5 separate regions of the Mus musculus genome follow, and regions 1, 2, 4 and 5 are each linked to region 3. Evidence: chromatin contacts called from public ChIA-PET, Hi-C, HiChIP or PLAC-seq and promoter capture Hi-C data. All regions are on one chromosome and are shown on one strand. Each heading gives the region's core, a stretch centred on a gene start, on an enhancer-like site or on the middle of the called end of the contact. The rest is flanking DNA. Distances are from core to core; before and after follow the strand shown.

Evidence for each region. Promoter capture Hi-C pulls out the DNA fragments that hold promoters and counts their contacts. Hi-C and Micro-C count contacts between places; a contact is called where the count stands out from the background. ChIA-PET counts read pairs in DNA pulled down with a chosen protein or histone mark. HiChIP or PLAC-seq counts read pairs in DNA pulled down with a chosen protein or histone mark.
Region 1: a contact with region 3 is called in an H3K4me3 HiChIP or PLAC-seq map of stem cell-derived neural progenitor cells, with 3 times the contacts expected there. The contact joins the enhancer-like site here to the promoter of Spsb1 in region 3. A contact is called at or near these places in 1 of 39 promoter capture datasets (stem cell-derived epiblast-like cells), 1 of 15 datasets of contacts at CTCF or cohesin (large pre-B cells), 2 of 484 Hi-C or Micro-C datasets (B cells and embryonic stem cells), 1 of 115 datasets of contacts at active chromatin or transcription factors (stem cell-derived neural progenitor cells) and 2 of 9 other capture datasets (adipose tissue and embryonic stem cells).
Region 2: a contact with region 3 is called in an RNA polymerase II ChIA-PET map of memory CD8 T cells, with 5 read pairs. The contact joins the promoter of Lzic here to the promoter of Spsb1 in region 3. A contact is called at or near these places in 1 of 39 promoter capture datasets (liver) and 1 of 115 datasets of contacts at active chromatin or transcription factors (memory CD8 T cells).
Region 4: a contact with region 3 is called in a Hi-C map of myocytes, with 2.0 times the contacts expected there. The contact joins the enhancer-like site here to the promoter of Spsb1 in region 3. A contact is called at or near these places in 9 of 39 promoter capture datasets (the 3T3-L1 cell line, the C10 cell line, the HPC-7 cell line and 4 more), 1 of 15 datasets of contacts at CTCF or cohesin (large pre-B cells), 11 of 484 Hi-C or Micro-C datasets (the G1E-ER4 cell line, the N1E-115 cell line, the P5424 cell line and 7 more) and 1 of 9 other capture datasets (embryonic stem cells).
Region 5: a contact with region 3 is called in a promoter capture Hi-C map of pre-B cells, with 3 times the contacts expected there. The contact joins the enhancer-like site here to the promoter of Spsb1 in region 3. A contact is called at or near these places in 7 of 39 promoter capture datasets (the 3T3-L1 cell line, the C10 cell line, liver and 3 more), 9 of 484 Hi-C or Micro-C datasets (the Ba/F3 cell line, CD4 T cells, the N1E-115 cell line and 4 more), 4 of 115 datasets of contacts at active chromatin or transcription factors (T-cell acute lymphoblastic leukemia, embryonic stem cells, large pre-B cells and 1 more) and 3 of 9 other capture datasets (adipose tissue, embryonic stem cells and liver).

What each region holds. Positions count from the first base shown.
Region 1 is chr4:149,600,135-149,602,834 of GRCm38.p6, reverse strand. All of the region lies in intron 1 of Clstn1 (calsyntenin 1), which reads right to left. Among named protein-coding and RNA genes, the nearest start is that of Clstn1, 15 kb to the right of the region's middle. Within about 2 kb of position 1,349, at least 19 of the 459 cell types and tissues checked have an H3K27ac peak or open chromatin away from gene starts, as enhancers often do. A contact at or near this core is called in embryonic stem cells and stem cell-derived neural progenitor cells, where this site is marked.
Region 2 is chr4:149,483,892-149,486,591 of GRCm38.p6, reverse strand. It overlaps Lzic (leucine zipper and CTNNBIP1 domain containing), which reads right to left and starts at 1,326. Exons shown (of 7, transcript NM_026963.6): 1 at 593-1,326. It overlaps Nmnat1 (nicotinamide nucleotide adenylyltransferase 1), which reads left to right and starts at 1,382. Exons shown (of 5, transcript NM_133435.2): 1 at 1,382-1,483.
Region 3 is chr4:149,953,723-149,956,422 of GRCm38.p6, reverse strand. Spsb1 (splA/ryanodine receptor domain and SOCS box containing 1) reads left to right here and starts at 1,417. Exons shown (of 3, transcript NM_029035.2): 1 at 1,417-1,570.
Region 4 is chr4:149,557,110-149,559,809 of GRCm38.p6, reverse strand. All of the region lies in intron 4 of Ctnnbip1 (catenin beta interacting protein 1), which reads right to left. Among named protein-coding and RNA genes, the nearest start is that of Mir5616, 21 kb to the right of the region's middle. Within about 2 kb of position 1,274, at least 36 of the 459 cell types and tissues checked have an H3K27ac peak or open chromatin away from gene starts, as enhancers often do. A contact at or near this core is called in myocytes and rod photoreceptor, where this site is marked.
Region 5 is chr4:149,646,872-149,649,571 of GRCm38.p6, reverse strand. It overlaps Clstn1 (calsyntenin 1), which reads right to left. Exons shown (of 19, transcript NM_023051.5): 18 at 2,622-2,700; 19 at 673-2,199. The coding sequence ends at 2,008. It overlaps Pik3cd (phosphatidylinositol-4,5-bisphosphate 3-kinase catalytic subunit delta), which reads left to right. Exons shown (of 22, transcript NM_001164052.1): 22 at 1-404. Among named protein-coding and RNA genes, the nearest start is that of Mir7023, 7.3 kb to the left of the region's middle. Within about 2 kb of position 1,326, at least 56 of the 459 cell types and tissues checked have an H3K27ac peak or open chromatin away from gene starts, as enhancers often do. A contact at or near this core is called in memory CD8 T cells, neutrophils and pre-B cells, where this site is marked.

The sequences.
Region 1 (2,700 bases), core at 100-2,599, 350 kb after region 3:
ATGAGCACACATGCGCACGCGCACACACACACACACACACACACACACACACAAGTGAATGTAGTAAAAAAAGAAAAAGTCAATTGTCCACATTACATTGTATAAATTTTGTCTCAATTTTAAAAAGGAGGTGCAGGCAATTTACATGGAATTAATAAAACAATATATACACTTATTCTAATGCCCAAAACACTCCACAAGGTTCATTCACTCTCCCACAACCCTAGGTAGCTACTGTCACTACGCTCATTTCAGAGATTTAAAAAAAAAAAATCTAGGTCACAGAGAAGTTAAATAACCCGTGCAAGAGCTCACAGTAGGGAATGGCCACACCCAAACTCACCCCATGGGATGCTCAGGCAGAATGCAGCTGACGCTAAGGGGGAGGGCTCCCCTGGAGGCAGGTGAGCGAGCTGGGCTCACACTGAAGATACCACACACTTAGCAAAGCCACAGCAGATCCTCTAGGCACTCGCCCACGCTGCAGCCACGGGTGAGGGAGCACAGTCCAAGTTTTTGAGCTGTTTACACATGTAAATGCTGCAGAGGTTAACAAATACAATGGGCTAATTATACAAAATACTTGGGGGGTGTGCTGAGGATGGAACCCAGGCCCTTGCTCTACACTGCACTCGAACTTTTTGCTTAAGACTTTTTAAAATTTTACATACATGAATTTACCTGCACCACATACATGCAAGAGCCAGGAGACCAGAGGGAGTCGGATCTCCTGAAACTGGAGTTACAGGCGGGTGGTTGTGAGCCACCACGTAGGTGCTGGGAACGGAACCCAGGTCTACAGCCAGGGCAGTTGGTGCTCCTAACCTCTGAGTCATCTCCCCACTATTCAATCTTACCTGCTAGTCCTGAGCTATAAAAGCCAGTGACAGAGGTACAGCCCCGGTTACTTTCCCTTTGGTAAAATGTGTAAGCAATGTGACTTCTGAAGTCCCTTTACTTCTAGAATCCCAGCTTCGAAATTCAGAAGCTGAGGGGCTTTTTTGTTTTTTTGTTTTTATTGCTGTTGTTTTTAGGATAAATTAGTAGATTTTTTTTTCTTTTATAGCTTAAGGGTTTTAAGTACCTAACATCCTAATGCAATACAATTCCAGGCTCTAGACTCTAGAGCCTGTTTAAGTGGACAGGCAGGCTGCCAACTTTACAAGTAAAGGCGCTCTCTCTCTCTCTCTCTCTCTCTCACACACACACACACACACACACACACACACACACACACGAGGGCAGAGGGGACTGGGGCAGATGGGGCAGAGCACCGTCAGGGGAGCCAGATGTAAGGAATGTTGTCTAAGCAAAACCAAGTCACTGGCCTTATCAAGGATAACACCAAAGCACAAGCCCTGGGGTCAGCAGTTCACAGCCTTTCCCACGGGCACTGGGCAGGTCCCGAGGGTGGAACTGTCCCCGGGTAAAGCCTGATGCCGGAGAAATCCCAACAGTTTCCTCAGGAACATGAAGCAGACAGCAAACACAGGCTTCATTCACCACAGCTTAATAAAAGGCAGGCACTTTACAAGGTCAGCACTACATCACGGGCTTGCAAGGGCTGTCTTGGGAGGGTACACAAAGGTGATAATTTGTTGTTATTGTTAACAACTGAAGTTCAAAAGAGAAGGCCAACTTGGTGGTATTTGCAGAGCATATGTGAGGTTTGAACCCCAGTATCAACCACCTCCCAAGAAAACTCAGAAGTGTGCTGGAGAGGTGGCTCAGTGATTAAGAGCACTGGCTGCTCTTGCAGAGGACCAGGCTTGGTTCCCAGGAGCCACAGGATGGTTACAAATTCCTGTAACTCCAGTTCCAGAGGGCCCTCCAACATCCCCTTCTGGCATACATAGGCACTACATGTGTGTGCTGCACATACATATACATACACACACATACATGGAAAACACTCATACATTAAAAATAAAAATTAATAGATCTTTAGAAGAAAAGAAATGGAAGCATGATAGTGCACTTCTGTAATCTCAATACTTGAGAGATGAAGGTAGGAAGGTCGTGAGTTCAAGGTCATGCTCTGTAAGGCAAGTGGACAGAAGGACTGGTAAGGCCGAGCAAGCCTAAACCCCGGGAACTCTCAGAATTGAGAACAGTAGGCGTGAGGCCAGCTCCCTGCCAAAGACCTGCTCTGGAACATGTAACCAAGACAGCCCAGTGCGAGGACCATGACAACTGGTCATGTAGCATAAACCCTGGAGTTCTCCTTGTTAATGAGGTATCTAGATAGGTCCCGAGTGTTTAGCCAATGAGCTTACCTTCCCGGGCATTCCTTCCACAAAAGTATTTAATTCCTGGTTCACCCTGAGTAAGATGAATGCATTCACATCTGCCATCAAATAAAGCAGTTTGGACCAGCAAGGACAGGCTCCTCTATCAAGGACCATGGCTGAGTGAGGCCTTCATCGTGAAGAGCATGCCTAAGTCTCCTGGAGCAGTCCCTCTCTCTTCCAGCCCCTCCACACTCCATACTGGATCCCGCCCACTTCCTGGGCTCAGCCATCCCCTTCCTGCCTGGCCTGTAGGGACCCAGTTCCTAACTCCCCGATGTCACCAGCAACATCTGGGTACACAGGAGGCCAGGAACCTTAGCATCCATCCCAGCCCCCACTGTTTCTCACCTGGGACCCCTATCACAGACTGTGTTCTGCCTCCCCTGAGCGGCTTGCTGGAGGAGCTCAG
Region 2 (2,700 bases), core at 77-2,576, 470 kb after region 3:
AACTACGCAGAGAAACCCTGTCTAGAACCACGCCCCCCAAAAAAAGAAAAAGAAAAAAGTAAATTATGAAAATGTAAAATGAAAAGAACATATTTTTTCTAAGATTACAGGTATGTGCTAACATGCCCAGACTTGTTTTTCTTCCCCCAGAACAGGGGATTGAATCCAGGCGCTCATTCCTGCTAAGCAAGGACTCTACCATTAAGATAAATCCCCTGCACAGTAAGTTATTACTGTTTAACACAAAAATTTATCTCTTCTTGGGGGAAATGGAGGAACCAGAATGCTACATATACGCTACGCCAGACTGCACTCCCAAGCTGCAATACAGTCTCAAAAGGCAAAGTTATTCTGAATAAATTTAAGGAAAAATAAAGGCTTGTACAACAAACAAACAAAAAAAAAAAAAACAAAAACAAAAAAAAAAAAACAAAGCAACAACAAAAAAACTTTAACCACACTACAGATTTAGACCAGAAAGATTTGACTCACTGGCACCACCTAGTATTGAATAAAAGTGATGCGTTTCCTTTGAGACTGCCGAAATGGCCAACACTGTCATCTGGAGTGGAATATATTCATTCACGCTCACCGGGGTTCCAGTATCCTGTCCCGTGCACGGTGCTCAAAACTCGCCAACTGTCGGAGCTCTGAGTGTCATCAATTTGAGGAAAGCGAAGTTGTCATAAAGTTTACCGGAGGCTCAAACTTCAAACCTCCTGGGGTGGAGCTGGCTAGAACAAGGTAAAACTGTTAAGAGTTTTATTTGCTGTGTCTGAACTTGGCCTACAGCTGTCCAGATCACTTCCCGCTAAGCAGACTGTAACTGAAATACGTTCTCCATTCCTAGGAAGACGCGGGAGAGGCCACTGAATCCCTGGGCTGTGCCTCCCGTAGCTTTTGCCGAGTCTCCTCTGGGTGAGGCCACAGCACTCGGGACTCGGCTTGAGGAAAACTGTCCAACTCAGACGCACGAGAAGGCAAGGGCAGAAAGCACACCTTCTCAGGGACGGAGGTGAGCAAAGCCCGGGCCCGGGACCACCGGAGCAAAAATAAGGCAGAGCCGGACCGCACGCTCGGATGCCGGCCTCCTCCCCGCGGACAGACGAACTCCAAGCTCCCGCCGAGGTGTGCAGGTCCCGCCAAGGCCGGGCTCCAGCAGGCCCGGTGGTCACCTGAGGAGGCGGGGAGTCCTACGCCTGCGAAACGCTTCTCCGTCCTCCCTGATCGGAAAACAGGACAACCTCCTTCGCCCTCCCGATCCCCGCCTGCCGCCCGCTAGCGGATCCCAGGGTTTGGAACCAGGGGCCCCGCCTACCTGACTCCCCGGCCTGGCGGACCGCATGGAGCGAGCACTTCCGCTGGATTCGCGCACTTCCGGCTGTGTGGGGCCAATGAGAGCAAGGCGGCGGTGTTCCCTGCGCTGGCGTCCGGGCCGAGGTTGTCTCCTGGAGGACTAGGGCCGTTTGGCCTTCAAGGCCTGGTAAGCAACCCACCGAGGTCCTAGGAGACGAGCCTGTGCGAGCGTTAGCCCGGTGACCCGTACTTTGCCAAGCAAGGGACAATGCACAATGGCTGGGCCTTTAGAGACTTTTGTAACGGTCCCTGGGGCCAGCTCTTCATAGTCAACTCTTGCCCTTTAGTTCTTGGAACCAAAAAGTTGGTAACTTTCCTGTGACCTTGGTGCAGGTCAGTTCCCCCACTTGGGGTGGCCTGGATTCTTCCTCTCTAGAGATTTCTTGAGAGCAGACGCCCATGAACTTAGAGGGATGTGGGTGAGAGGCAATGGGGGAAAGCCAGTGCTGAGAAGGACATTCCCTTTTAGTCGTTTCCAAATCTGGGAAAGAGCAAGCCCACACAGCCTTTGAGAACCAGTTAAATTGCTGCTGAGTGGACTGTAAACTGTTACCAGGGAGCTGAGTGGAGAAAGGGCTATGCCAGCCCTTTGGGACCCAGATCCTGAGTCCCAAATGTCGGATATTGAGCTACACTGTTGGATTCTGGGTTTGCTTAATTGTGATTATTCCTATTCTCTGGTTCTGCCCTTTTGGGATTAGAAAGTATGAAACTTATTTTGATTTTACAGGAGCTCATGATTAAAAGACTTGGACTTTTAAAGAGACTCGGAACTTTAAAAGTTTTGAAATTTTGAAAGACTGAGAATTTTGAAAGTTGGTCTATGCTTTTGTTTTATAATGTTAACAGGGACTTTGGAGACAAGAAATCGAAAGGTTATAGCTTACAGTGATGCCTTTGTGAAGTTGAAGGGGGGGGGGTGTTAGAAGTTCATAGTTAAGCCGGGCGTGGTGGCGCAGGCCTTTGATCCCAGCACTCGGGAGGCAGAGGCAGGTGGATTTCTGAGTTCGAGGCCACCCTGATGTACTGGGCTGTATAAGAAAGCCAGCTTCCTAGGTGCTGGGCATTGGCACTAAAGAGGCAGAGATGGAATGATATCTCTGAGTTCAGGGCCAGTCTGGTCTACAGACTGAGTTTAAGCCAGGAGGCAGCAGCATTCATTCCTCAGTAGTGTCTGCTTCAGGTTCCTCCTAGAGCCCGTGCCCCAATTCTTTCAGTGATGGACTGACCTGGAAGTATAAGGCAAAAGAACCCTTCCTCCCCAAGTTGCTTTTGGTCAGAGTGTTTTGTCACAGCAGCAGAGTGAGGCTCAGACACTGGCTATATGTTCTACAAAATAATTGG
Region 3 (2,700 bases), core at 168-2,667:
TGAGGTGACCGACCACACCTGATAAGGGACACGTACTTCTCGCTCAACATATGGAACATGCTCTCTTTCCAAGCTATATGGGTCAGTGGCTGCCGTGCTCACAGGGAATGCTTCAAATTCCCAGACTTTGAAGAGTCCAACAGGAGGGAGTCACCCCCCTGAGTCACCGGCAAGGCTGCCTGCTCGAAGAGCCAATAGCGCCCCGGAGAGGCCGCTTTCCCCACGCAGACCCACCTTGTCCATAGCAGTCTGGAAGCTTCTGTGTTTTCAAACAAAATTGGCAACAGTGAGGTGGTTGGAATCTACACAGTAGCCTCCGGCCCTTCGGGTCTTTACAGTGAGTGATTAAATAACTTCAGCGGCCACAGTATTTATAGCAACTTCTCTAGCATCCCTCCCCACGTATGGGTGAGGAGTGGGAAGATCTTAAGGGGATATCGCGAAGATGGGAGTGAAAATTCCCTCAGTCACCTGTGACTACTCTCTTCTGTAATGACGGGAAAGGAAAATCCCTTTCAGACTAGAGCTTCTAACGGTGTACTTTTAATGTGAAGTCCCTGTCGCTTGTGCCATCCTAAACTCATTGTCTAGGTACTGTGGACGCCTATGCGACCAGGACCTCGGGGTCTTGAAGTTCTGAGTTGCCTGTCTGTCTCCATGAGCGCGGAAACAGTAAGTATAGAGCAGCCGGATTACACATGGACTCATAGACAGTTCCTTTGCACGACAGCATTACAGAACCTTAACCCGGAGTTTCAAACGAGTTAAGCAAGATCTTGCTCCTGTGATTACTGCTATAACCTCACCCTGCCAAACATTTTTTCCCTAAAGAATGAACCTCAGCTCCTCAATACAGTGCTGGACACCACCGCAGCCCCCGCGCAGGTTTTCTGTTATTATGATCCTGGCCTTAGGTCCAGCCTTTCCTAAAAACTTCTCCAGAGGAATCAAAGCTCTTGCTGCAGAGGCCAAGGCAGAGCGATGTATGTCTGAGCCTACAGCCCTTCTGCAAGAAGGTGGTATCGGGGGCTACAGAGTTCGCAAAGCCCCAAGCCTGCCCTGCCTCAGAGCCCTGCGCGCTCCGGGCTCTCGGGCGACCAGCGCCGCTCAACGCTAGGAAACCCAGCGCTGGGTCGGAAAGTAGAGGGGCGTGGCAGGAGAAGGGGCGTGGTGTAGGGCGGGGCTAAGCGGGAAAGTGCGGAGGGGAGGGCTGTGAGGAGCGCCAGGCAGAAGGGAGGGTTGCGATAAAAAGGGCGTGACCTGAGGCGGGGCGTGGTGAAGGAGCGTGACATGGGGCGTGGCAGGGCAAATGGAGGCGGGGTGGAGCGTACAAGCCCCGCCCACGGCGCGTCCTTCTTTTTTCTCCGCCCTCCCACCTTAGAGCTGTCGGTGGCTTTTTCTTCTCAGCGCAGGAGTCGCGCTCGAGCGGCCCGCGCGCTTGCTGCAGGAACCAGCTCCAGGCGCTGGCGCCGGGGCCACGGGGAGGAAGCGACTTCGCTCTCTGCAGCGGGCGCGGCCCTGGGCACCGCGAGCCTCCGGAGCTCCAAGAGCTGCGGCCTCTCTGTGCGCGGTAGGCGGCATGGGACACCGAAGACCGGTTGGGTGGGCGCGCGTTCGGGCTCTGGGATCCGGGGATGGGGGAGACACGGGGACCACCACGCTGAGAGAACTGAGAGGGTGGGCGCGGGGCAGAGCGTGGGCATAGGGTGGGCACCCGGCGTGGAGCCATGATCGATCTTGGGTCCCCGGAGAGGGGCCGGGCGCCGCCCAGTGCGCTGCCGCTTCTGCTGCGGAGGCTCTGGGGTCCCACCTGCGGGGGCGGCATTGGGTGGGGACCTCAGTGGAGCGGGGACAGTCGCTCCCTAAGATGAGCCTAGGCTGCAAACCGAGAAAGAGGCCTGGGGCTCTCCTTAGTCCCAGGGCGCCTTAGGGTTCTGATTGTTGAGGGGGACTCCCATCGCCAAAGTCGAGGGGACCCCTTCTGCCCCATGCATCGCGACCCTGCTGAGTTAAGTTAGTTTCGCTTTTCCCGCCAGTCCGGGCTCTGATTTGTAGCGGCCCTAGTCCCCCTTCCCGATCCGGCCCCCGTAGCGCCTCTCTCTGGGAGACTGCCTGGTGACACTGCGCGCGGCGCCAGCCACCCCGGAGCCGCCGATGCTTCTCCGGGCAACCGAGGTTATGTCAGGAAATCGATGGAAACAGAGAAACAAGAGCAGCCTGAATCGGATGGTAGAGCAGAGGATGAGTTGTCCCGCGCCTGACGAGTGTGCGAGGACTTGCTAATCTCCAAGTTTAAGGATGTGCCATGGCAAAGACTGAATGTTCACAAATGGTGCCTGTGAAGATGTTTGCCAGCCAGGAAGTTGTGTGTGCTTTTGCGAATGAGAGTGTGACCTTGTGAGTTTCTGTTCGTGTCTGTTGTTGTGTATCGTTGTGAATATGTGTGTTTCCTAAATGTTCTTGCCTGTCTGTGAACAGTAGTGGGGCTGGCCATTGGCTCTGGAAGGTTGTGGAGTATAACTCCCCTTGCTTGGTTGGTTTTGGTAAGTGGGGTATTGCTGGAGTGCTGGCTGGCACCTTTCCAGGGAAGCTCCTGCCAGCTGAGCGGGGCTCAGGCTCCTCTCTCTTTTTCTCTGAACTCAAGCTGTACAGTGTGGTGGTGAGCTGGCAGAAGCTGCTTCCTGAGTGAGTAATAGTTAA
Region 4 (2,700 bases), core at 25-2,524, 400 kb after region 3:
GATACAATAACATTTAGGAACAAACTTGTTCACACTTGTTCATTTACTCGTGTGTGTGTGTGTGTGCGCGCGCGTGCGTGCACGCGCGCGTGCTCGTGTGTGCATGTGCATCATGGCAGAGGTCAAAGGACAACTGCAGGAGTCTGTTCTCTCCTTCCACCATGTGGGTCCTTGGAGTTAGAACTCAGGCACTGTTTGTTTGTTTGTTTGTCTGTTTTCTGAGATAAAGTTTCTCCATGTAGCCCTGGCTGTCCTTAAACTTGCTCTGTGCCTCTGTGCTGGGACTAAAGGCATGCACCACCTCTGATAGGCTAGGCCTTTCACTCTTACCACTCAAAGGGAAAAAAAAAAGTTGAAGTCTATCATCCACTCACCACCAACCCTATTCTTTTCGGTTTTTAAAATGTTTGTTTTATGTATGTGAGTACATTGCAGCTGTCTTCAAACACACCAGAAAAGGGCACTGGATTCCATTACAGATGGTTGTGAGCCACCAAGTGGTTGCTGGGAATTGAACTCAGGACCTCTGGAAGAGCTGTCAGTGCTCTTAACTACTGAGCCATCTCTCCAGCCCACCACTAGTCCTTTTCAGTGATGGACTAAATAAATAAATCCAGGGCACAAGAAGCAAGAGGCTAGATTACCACTGAGCTACATCTTCAGCTGAACTCAGCTTTCTTAGAGACAGGGTCTCACGATGTACCCCAGACTGGCCTCAAACTCAGGATCCTCTGTCTCTGCTGGGATTACAGGTGTGGTCAGCAAGCTCATGAGAGCAGCTCTGCATCATTCTGGAAACCCAATCCAAGTTCCCAGGAGGTGCAGCGTCACACACATGAATAGGGTAGGCAGGGTAAAAGACCCAGACAGACACAAATGCTGATAAGAGGAGAAATCAGAGCCTTCCCTGTACAAACCTGATGTCCATTTTGAAACCTATCTTGTTATCCAGGCAGCTGCAACCTTCAGCATTCTCAGCAGCATGGTGGTGGGAGTTAGGGGTGAGGGTAGGAAACATAGACTCATGAAACCCAGGCTAGCCTTGATAAAGCCTAGGTTTGAACTTGAACTCACTGTGCAGTCTAGATGCCTTTCATCTTCTATCCTTCCTACCTCTCATTCCCAAGTGCTGAGATTACAGATGTGCACCTCACACCCAGTTTTGTGTAGTACTGGGAAGCAAGCCAAAGCCTCAGGAATGCTGGGTAAGCAGTCTACAAGTGACTTACATCCCCATTAGTCTAATCTTTATCTGCTGAACATGCTATGTGACCAGGACTAGCCTTGTTCTTGGTCATATTCAGAGCGCTTGCTCAGAGCCTTTGCTCAGAGACTTGAAGTAGCTGGGTGAACCGGAGGCCCAGGCTCTGGAGCCCTTGCCTTTAACGACACAGAAGGGAAACAACTGTCTGTCTGTAGTCACCCAGAGCATGGAGGATTGCCAAGCCTCAGTCAAAGCCTGGATTGGTCTCTGCGTCACTGTGCAAATGGAACCTAGACCCAGGATTAAAACCCACCACCACCACCACCACCACCACCACCACCACCACCACCACTACCACCACCACTGGGATGGAGTCAAGTGCCAACTGTCCTCCCTGCACTACTGTGGCTCATCCAAAAGCAGGGCTGAGGCTCAGCTCTCTGGACAGGGTGGGGCAGGCATCCACTGGCCCTTCCATCCCACGCCTGATGCCAGCTTTGGCCCTTCAGTGGAGCTAGTCAAGTGACTGGGGAGAGAAAAATGACAAATATGCAGAAGCATAGAAACAGGGAAGCTGGCCCCTGGCTGGGGGCGGGAGGCAGACAATGGGGTCACTGGTCTGTTTGTGAGCTGGGGATGAGTTCACACCAGCAGTGTTGGAAGCCAGCCTCCGTCTCAAGCCCGCACTCACGCCCAAACCAGATCACGTCAGTGACGATGAGGTTCGGAGAAGGGTTCCTGAAGTTGGAACTTGTTATTTTTTGTTGCAACCTAAGACAAGTTCACAATATAGGCTGACCTTGAACTTGTCTCTTGCAAACCCAAAGATCCCACAAACCAGGATGGGCACTGCCCTATGTAGACGGCGTTGTGGAAAAGGGGGACTCATAGGAGCAGCGCCAGCCACACTGGATACCATAAGACCTCAAAGACCAACCTCCATGCTAACATGAGCCCTGCCGATGGGGGCCTTGGCTTTGCCACCCTTACGCTCACAGCACCCCTTACTGGCATAGGTGTCCCAGGACTCCAGCTTCAGCCCTTCTGGGGTTAGGTATCCATTAGCTCTTGTACTTCTGTGGAACCTTATACCTCGCTAGGCAAAGTACAAGATTAGGGACCTGGAAAGGAAGGTGGTTCCGTGGGTAAAGTGCTCGCTATGCAAGAAGGATGTGTGTTCAGATCCTCAGCACCCATGTAACCATGGTGCACAGCAGGGTGCTTCTGAAACCTTCAGGCTGGCTATAGAGAGACATGAACATCCTTGGGGCTCACTCACCAGCTAGGTTAGCCAACTGGTAAACTCCAGACTCAGTCAGAGATCCTATCTCAAACATAAGGTGGAAGGCTGGCAATATGGTTACTTAAGTTAAATCCCTGAGCCTTGTGAAGGAGCAGAACGTGGTATGTGCATCTGTAGTCTAGCATGCCTCAGGGGTTAGGTTAACACTTGTTGCTATTGCAGAGGACATCTGTTTGGTTCCTAGCATCTACTT
Region 5 (2,700 bases), core at 77-2,576, 310 kb after region 3:
CTGAGACTTTGAGAACCATCACCGCTGTCTCGCCAGCAGCCCAGAACATGGCTCAAGGAGCCCCTTCATGTTGATGAGCCCAGGGTCCAGCAGTGAGCGGTGGTGCCTCCGCAGCACCCGCTGAACCCCTAGTCTGCCCCACCAACTCTGAAATAGGAAACGTGTCTGTGTGTGTGTATGTATGTATGCCATGTTATTTATTGAAAAGAGTCTAGGTGCTCTCTGGTGTGGCTGCAGATTCTGCACAGGCTCGGCCTTTCTGGGTTGGGTGTGTACTTGGCTGGAAGACGGGTTTTTTGTTAAGTTTTTTCCTCTCATTGATGGGGGCTGAGACCAGTTTGTGCAACCTTGACACAACAGGTAAAGACAGGTGAAAAGAAATAAAAACGTTTTTATGTTCTTAAGTTCTTGGCTCAAATAACAAGGGGACTTGGGGGGATACAGTGTACTGGTTGAGCCCTTGTCTGCGAAGTGCAAAGCTTCAGGTACATTCCTTAGTACCATAAAAATTAATAATCCTTGCCCGGCATGGTGGACATCTGTAATCCCAGCACTGAGCAGGCAGAGGCAGGAGGATTGCTTTAAGTTTGAGCCCAGCCTATCTTCATAAATCCCTCAACCCCTGCCCCAACCCGTACCCAACAAACATGACAGAATGGACCCCACTCAGGCTGGAGTTAGAACCAGAACTTTATTATAACGCATACACTTTCTGACCTAGTGTCGATATACACATCTTAAAGGGGACCCTGCGGCTACTGACACGACAGTGTCCCTCTCTTCGTTAGCCTGTTTCCATCTAAGAAAGCAGCTACAGGGGACAGGACATGGGAGGGCGGCCACAGACAGCACGGCGGCATCCTTCGAACTAGCAGCAACAGCAGCGAGGACTGGATGTCCCAGCTGGAGCAGTCTAAACTCTTGACTGTGAATGAAGAGCTGTGCTGTGTGGGTGGTACCTGCTGTCTCCTATCTGCTGGGTCTTAGATCTTAGCCCAAACCCAACAGCACGCGGCATCCCATGGGGCCTCTGGGGAGGAGAGAAAAGATTGTTCTGGAGCATTGTAGCAGTTTATCTTTGGGCCTCGGGGTCTCCTTTTGGTGCTGTTGTGCAGACTTGCTCAGAACCGTGGTCTTCCAAGCGAGGAGCCTGACCGCCTGCACCTTTGCTGTCCGTTCCCAGCTACACCATTTCACCAACAGGGAGGCTCACGTTAATAAGCAGAAACCATGTGGCTGCCAGTCACAGGCGTGTACAGGAAAGGCCAGGGGCTTTGGCAACATCCTGGCTGTTCCCAGCCTCTAATGTGGTTGGAGGCTCGTGGGGCTGGCCCCCCCAGACAGCACTTGAAAGCCATGGCCCCGGCCACGTGGCTGTACGGAAACCCTAGCAAGGGTGGGCCCCAGTGACTTGGGCCTCTCCAACCTGGTTTCTTGGGAGGGAAGAGGGAGGAAGAGGCCCTCCTGGCCCCGCATTCTGACTTTACATTCCTGTCCTGGACTACTAGCACAGAGGACACACAGAATCCCAATTTATTTACAAAATATTAAAAAGTCGGTTGGCCATCTACATATTAACCCCCTCTGCTCTCCCACTTTATACATGCACTAGTTTGGGAAAAAAAAATAAAAAAACTTTTAAAAATAAGAGAAATGGTTACTGACTGCGTGGGAGTAATTTTTCACCCTCTGTCGACAAGTCCGCTCAGTGCGGCTTCTCTGGAGGTCCCAGGTGCTGGTGTCCTCTCCCTGGCCGACAGGGAACTCCAGACACACTTGGGGTCTGAGGTGCTGTGGGGCCCCTGCCCTGGGGAGGAAGCGCCAGCTTCTAGCAAAACTGCAATGGTGATGGGCGGGGAGGGTGGAGCCGGTGGTCCCACACACCAAGCACGGGAGGACTTTGAGCAGTGGGGGAAGGGTCTGCAGACCTGCTGGTCAAAATGATTTTGTACATCGTGGACCCGTGGGGCTGGGAGAGAGTCTGGAGAGCAGGCGCTGAGTGCGGGTTTAGTAGCTGAGTGTGGAGTCATCCCATTCCAGCTGTCGGGTGGCATTCTGGCCGTCTCCGGGGCCTCCTTCCTCCTCCTCACTGCTCTCAGACTCGGCACTGGTGATGTCTTCCTCTTCCTCCCCATCTTCGCTCTCCTCCTCCTCCTCCTCCTCTTCCTCCTCCTCACTGCTGTGCTGGTCCTCATATGTCTGGCAAAGAGACGACGGCGTAAATCTAGCCTGTAGCCCCATCGCCCAGTGTCTATCTACTAAAAGCCACAAAGGAAAACACAGCCAACCCCACAGTGACAGAAGGGCCTGAGTGGTACTGGGAGTCGCCTCGCCAAAGTGACCCGGCAGGTGACGCTCTCATTAGCAACATGGATACCACTCACATGGGATGGGGTGCTCAATGCAGAGGGGCGGAGCTTAGTCCTGTCATACCACGGACATCTTGGGGTAAAGAAGCCAAGAGCGTCAGTTGCCTGCCTATGCTACTCACGGAGGCCTTCAGCAAGGGCTTCCTCATCTGAAGGTGACCCCCCTAATCTAATCTCACTGACCCAACCTGCAAGCACATGACCAGGGTCTGGGTCTCCGTGGCGCTTTGTGGTTGGCCCTTCTGTGCCTACCTCCATGGGGTTGACGGTGATGGTCAAGGCAGAGTCATCCCAGTCCATCTCATTCTCCTTCCCCGTGTCCTGGTCCCGC